2 separate regions of the Rattus norvegicus genome follow, and region 2 is linked to region 1. The links are chromatin contacts, called in public Hi-C maps. All regions are on one chromosome and are shown on one strand. The core of a region is the stretch at or near the end of the contact, and the rest is flanking DNA. Distances in the headings are between cores, read along the strand shown.

Evidence for each region. A called contact is a pair of places that touch in the nucleus more often than the background predicts.
Region 2: a contact with region 1 is called in a Hi-C map of the A7r5 cell line, with 4 times the contacts expected there. The contact joins the promoter of Nhs here to the enhancer-like site in region 1. A contact is called at or near these places in 5 of 12 Hi-C or Micro-C datasets (the A7r5 cell line, the Rat2 cell line, Schwann cells and 2 more).

What each region holds. Positions count from the first base shown.
Region 1 is chrX:36,071,798-36,074,878 of GRCr8, reverse strand. No RefSeq gene overlaps it. Among named protein-coding and RNA genes, the nearest start is that of RGD1560203, 38 kb to the right of the region's middle. Within about 2 kb of position 1,823, at least 3 of the 93 cell types and tissues checked have an H3K27ac peak or open chromatin away from gene starts, as enhancers often do. A contact at or near this core is called in the A7r5 cell line, where this site is marked.
Region 2 is chrX:36,183,581-36,186,503 of GRCr8, reverse strand. It overlaps Nhs (NHS actin remodeling regulator), which reads right to left and starts at 1,437. Exons shown (of 9, transcript NM_001414726.1): 1 at 493-1,437. The coding sequence starts at 1,051.

The DNA of each region.
Region 1 (3,081 bases), core at 574-3,073:
AGACCTAGCCTGAAAGGTATGTGGCAGGAGGTTTCATCAGTGACTTATTGTCTTGGACCATCTCCATCCACCACGGGATGGCCAGACTCTTCCTCATAATCACCGAGTAACAGAGGAAGCAGAGGAAAGAGCAGTGCTGCTCTAGTTATTAGTAGCAACCGAGATGAAGCTTTCCAGTCCCACATCTGCAGTCTGTTGCTCAGCACCGAGAGGGAGTGCTGCCTCTCTATCCTGCTATTGTCTGGGGTGGGAGTGATTCAGGAGAAGAGGATCTTTTCAGAGCAGCTCAGGCAGACACAAATACAGCCTGACAGCCCAGACAGTCTCTTGTGTGTATGTATACTTTGTTCTTTGTCTCAGTTGGCAACACAGCTTTTATTCCCAAACCTCACATGAAGAGTTTGGGGAGGAGGAAGCTGCTCTTAATCGTTCGTGGTTGGACCCAAAAGCCTGGGATTCCCACATTGTGAGCCATCTTATTTTTGCTTATTGTAGGCCCTACTTGAAAAGATTTGGCCCAGCTCAGGTGTTCAATAGTGATCTTCATGATACCACACTGTCCTTAATCTACTGTTTCTCTCCTTGGCCTTGGACTTCTCTGGAGTAAAAATTTGATTTTAAAAATCAAATTTAGTCTAGAATTTTCTAAATTCTCCATAAAGCATTACTGTTTTTCTTCAAGTTTCATTAGACTCTTAGAAAACTCCAATAAGGAGGAGGTGCATGGAAACAGATACACTCTCAGAGCAGAAATTCCTGCTCTGGGCATTTATTCATTGTCATCAAAGAATATCCATGATTATTGTGCATTTATTCATTGTCATCAAAGAATATCCATGATTATTGTTTCAATATTATTAGCCATCTAAGGTTGGGTTTCTTGTCTTTTTTCTGCCTTGGCTCAAGTTCAAGGACTCAAAGAACATGTTTTAGAAGAGACAATAATATTTTCAAAGTCAAAAGATGGCCTAAGATAAATGGATCTATCTGTAAAAATATTAGAAAAGATTAGCAAATTGAACAAAATTGCCTGTAGTTCTCTTTTTACTCCTTAGAGTGGCTCATAAGAAAAAGAGGGAACATTATGGCACGCTATCAGAACAACAAAATACTTTGTTTCCTATTCACAAATAGACAGGTTTAGAGAGATACTTTGTCCTGACCTTCTGTGGCCACCCATGTGAGTGGATTTGGCTGGCTTCAGTGCTGACCTCAGAGTATTTAATGGGAGGTTACTATGACAACAAGTTCCACCCCAGCAGAGGGAGCCTGAGAAGGCTTTCAGCAAAAGAACTCCAGACAGAAGTTTTCTTCTGTGGTATGGGGGAAGGAAAGGGAAAGGACAAAGATATACCTGAGGAAGCTGAGGAGAAAGAGTTGTGAGAAGACAAAAAATGGTCTAGACAGTGATAACAAAGAGGCATGGCTTCCTGGGAGCTCATGGAGAAGTTTCTGTGTGTGGCCAAGTTGTTGAAACCATTTACCCAAGACACTAAAAATCACCATATAATGCTTATTAGTCAAAACAGCAGGCAGAAGAGATGACACTAATTTCATCAAAAATCTAAGCAGACACTCAGAAGTCATAAAATCACTTTGGGTCATCATGGCAGCCTGAGATCAAGGTGGGGACTCTGAGGGAATCGGCTGAGTCATCTAATATTACAGATAAGGAAACTGAGACCCAGTGTTGGAAGCGGTCAAATCTAGCCACCAGAACAGGACTTGAGAGGTAGAATTGAGTTCCTAGAATTGAGTTCCTAAAGCAGTGCAGAGCCAAATACAAATGACTAATAAGAAGTATTGTAGAAGTCTCCTCTAGAAATTCTCTAGAAATTGAGTCATGTAAAAGGGCACTGTGGATTCTCAAATGTCTTATGTACACAGTATGTGAAGGGTGGATAAAAGACTGAAGCTGAACATTGCTATTAGAATTTATTTCAAGGGTGGTATTTGAGGATAAATGGAAAGTATAAAGCTGTTTGGCTGGACCAGTTGGCTCATGCCTTTAATCCCTGCCCTTGAGGCAGAAGCAGGCAGGAAGATTGTCACAGGTTCAAGGTCAGCACAATCTACTTAGTGAGACTGTGTCTTTTTTTCTAAGTATAAAGCCAGAGAGAAAAGGAACTGTATAGTTCTCATCATCTAGTAGAAGACTCACAGTTCAATTTCTAGGAGAGGCCATGCATTTTAATTGATAATTTTTATTACTTATTTGAGAATCTCCTGCAATGTATTTTGCTCATATTTACTCCAACTCCCCCAAATCCATCCCCATCTCCACGTTCCCTCCCAACTTCACGTAGTCTTTTTAAAATAGAAACTAACCCACCAAATCCAATTTGTGCTTCTCATAAACTCTTGGGTGTGTAGCCATCTACTGGAGTATTGTAGACCTATCAGGGGCCACACCACAAAAGAAAACTAACCTCTCCTCTCCCCAGAAGCTATCAACTGTCAATAGCTCCTGTGTTAGAAGTAAGGGCTCCAAGCCCCTCCCTCCTCCATGCTAGAATGTTGATTAGCTTGATCTTTTGCAGGTCACCACAGTTCCTGTAACTTCATGACTTCACCAGTCTTGTTATATACAGAAAAATACTGTTTTATTCCAGTCCTCCCTAACCTCTAGTTCTTAGAATATTTTTATCCCTTCTTCTGCAATGCTCTCTGGGCTTTGTGGGGTGATGATATAGGTGTCTGTGTTTAACTTGGATTATCTATATAATCTAAGAAACTAGAAAGAGACCATTGGTGGGAAGGAGAGAGGAAGATCTTAAGGGAGAAAGCTAGTACAATACAGATGATATGAATGGGAATAATGGGAGGAAGGTTTAGGTGGGGAAAAGAATGGGAGAATATGGTAGAAGGGGCTTAGGGAAGAGAGATAGCTAACACCAAGGATGTTTGAAAATGCCATATGGAAAACTACTATTTTATAAGCTTTAGATAGATAGATAGATAGATAGATAGATAGATAGATAGATAGATAGATAGAATTTAAATGAAGCTACCTTACATAGGAGATAATGTTCCTTTCAGAAGCTGTAGTTTGCCAAGTAAAAAGCGCAATACCAGGGAGTA
Region 2 (2,923 bases), core at 188-2,687, 110 kb before region 1:
GCAAGTGTGACAAAACACCTTGTCTCCCATGGACATCTTAAAAGGACACCCACTACTTTGAAGCCCCCAAAGGTAAAACCTGGTGGTGGGCTCCTGGAAGCTACAGGAGTTGTACCCCCTCCTTCCCAAGGACATGAAAGGCATGTTTGTCCCAGTGGTAAATGACAGACCTTCTCTGCCTCCTGTCTGCCCTCCTAAATGTTCTCTACCTTCCTGTTCTCAATGCCAGGGATGTCTATGAGTTCAGAAGCTGTCCTTTTAACTTTCTGCCCTCCACACCTGCATCCCTCCATTGGTCAGGGGCCACCCCAGCTACTCAATCCGGGATGACTAGGGTGGATCTCAAGGTGGAAGAAGAGAGGGAAGGCAAGAGTAAGGTGCAAGTTGCAGCAGGCGTGGCGCCTCGGGGCTGGGATTGTGGCGAGTGGGGACAGTAAGAGGGTGCGGCGCTGGAGCCTAGCACCCTAGAGGATGGACGGCGCTGGTACTCACGCACTGCCTCCTGCTTGGGGTCCAACGTGTTGAGGACGCGCTGCACGCTGCCGAGCTTGCCCTGCAGCGCCCAGACGCGGTGGTGAGTAAGCTGGATGTCGCTCTCGAGCTCCTGGAAGAGGCTGCACGCGTGCCGGGCCACGTCTGAGAGCTGCCGGAGGACCCTGGCCAGCGCAGCGTTGCTGACCGCGCACAGGTCTAGCATAAGTAGCACAGCCTCGGCTGCAGCCTCAGACGCCTCGCCTGTGGCCGATGCTGCCTCCGGGACCCCCGCCACGCTCTCCTCCCCGGCCTCGCGCGCTTCGCTGGGTGGCTGCTGATCCTGCTCTGCTGGCGCCGGCATAGACGGCGGTGGAGGTGGTGGCAGTGGGAGAGGCGCAGGAGGTACACGAGGAGGCTCGTCTGGCTCCGTTGCCTCGGCCTCTTCCCGCCGGCCAGGCGGCTGCAGGGGCGGCGGCGGCTCAACGCTGCCTCCACTCGTGTCCTCATCTGGGCCGGGCGCCGGGCGCCGCTGCCGGCAAAGCCACTGCGGCTCCACGATCCGCTTGGCGAAAGGCATCCCGCGCAACCGGGCCGCGACTTTCCGTTCTCCTCTGAGCGTCCCTTGTGAGCTAGGGACCTGGCGCGCCCACCTGAGCAAGGAGAGGGCAGGAGTCCGGCAAGGATCGATCTGGGCAGTCCAGAGACGCTGAGGGCTCCTCTGCTCACCTGGCCTCCTCCTCTTGCTCCTCTTCACAGCTTAGTCTGACCTCCGGGAGCACGGCTGTCTAGGAAAGATGACAAGCGCTGGGCAAAGAAATCTCGAGCTGTGCTTGGGTCCTCTTCACTTGCTCCCAACCGGGGTCAGTCGGCTCAGCTCCATCGCTTCTGAGCCCGTTGCCGCCGCCCTGGCCACTGCCGCCGCCTATATAAATGGGCGTGTGTGTATGTGTGTGTGTGTGTGAGAGAGAGTGAGTGTGTGTGCGTGTGTGTGTGATCGTGTGTGTATGTGTCTGTGTCGCGTGTGTGTATAGGTGGGTGGGTGGATGGGTGGGTGTGAGTGTGTGCGCGCGCCTCAGTTTGAAAGTACCCCGGCGCAGGCCTCTCCCCGCGCGCCCCTCGGCCGCTCCGGGGAGCGATTGCGCCTGGGATCTCTCTCCCTTTCTGGGCGGGGAGGAGATTTCGGAAAGGCGCTCTGAAAACCCGGACAGGAATCCGCCTCCAGCCCTGGCTCAGGAGGCGGCGCGGGGGCGGCAGGGCGGACGCCGGGCGGGGGAGGCCAGGGCGAGAGGGGCGCAGCGCCCTGTGCGGCCGCTGGGAGTCACTGGTGGCCGGACCGCGCCTGGTGCGTTCCACCTCAGGCACTTTCTCAAACGTGTCTCAGAGGTTAGAATTGAGACGATGAGCTTGGTGGGGGCAGGGAGTCCTCAAGTTTAGAGTGGGGGTGCTGGTAGCCAGCTCAGAGGGAGGAAAGTATTGGGGATGCTGTTGATTCGTGTTGGAGCAAGTCGTTTCATAGAATTCTAGCTCTGTCAAGTCTTAGGGTTCTTCGAGGGGAAATCTGGGCTGCTCCTTAAAGTGCCCCAGGCGCTGTGTTCACAGAGACAGCTGGGAAGGGTGACGCAGCATGGGTGCATTCCCACAGGGCCAGAGTGGCCAGACGGCTGTTTATACCGTTTTTCTGACATCCTGTTTTGGTCTGCTTTGAGAACTACCTTCTACAGAACATCATGATTGAAACCCAAATTACTAGTGTGCAAACCCCTCCAGAAAGTCGCTTGCAAAATGCATTGCACATTAAGTGAAATGAATCGGATTACCTCCTTGTCGCCCTACTGTGTTAATCCAACACAGAGTTTTTAAAGTTCCCTATGGGAGAGATGATGATTCACAGAAGAATGGAAAGTTTTCCCCTTGGTTAACTGAAAGGTATAATTTCTTAAGAGACAGAGTTTTCAATTGCAGTAGTGTGCAGGCTAGATGGTGGCAGCCAAAAAACCTAAAAAGACTGGGAACTGTTAATCAAATGCATGCTTTCATCCATCCACAGCGGTTACTGTGAAATAAATATATAAAATAAATGAAATTCAAGGTCACAAGCAAATCTTGGCAATGTTGTCTTCATGTCATGCATCTAAAACAAACGTGAAAGAAACATGGTTTCTGGCAACAATAAAGTCCTTTACCTGCAATGGCCTGTCCTCTGTGCTCCCTGCCTTGAAAAGGAATTCATACAAGACATACTTTTAATCAGTCTACACTTCGGTCACAGAGACTTCAATAGAGCCCCTCTTTTTCTACCTAAAAACAGAAAACAAACAAACAAAAACTATTTCTGTTCAACTATCCCTGTTCAAAAAAGAAGATCCAAGCTGGGGCTTTGGGGATAAAGATTCCTGATAATGTAAGGTTTTCGTAAATGATTTGGTAACAAGAATGGTGGTGGGGGTGG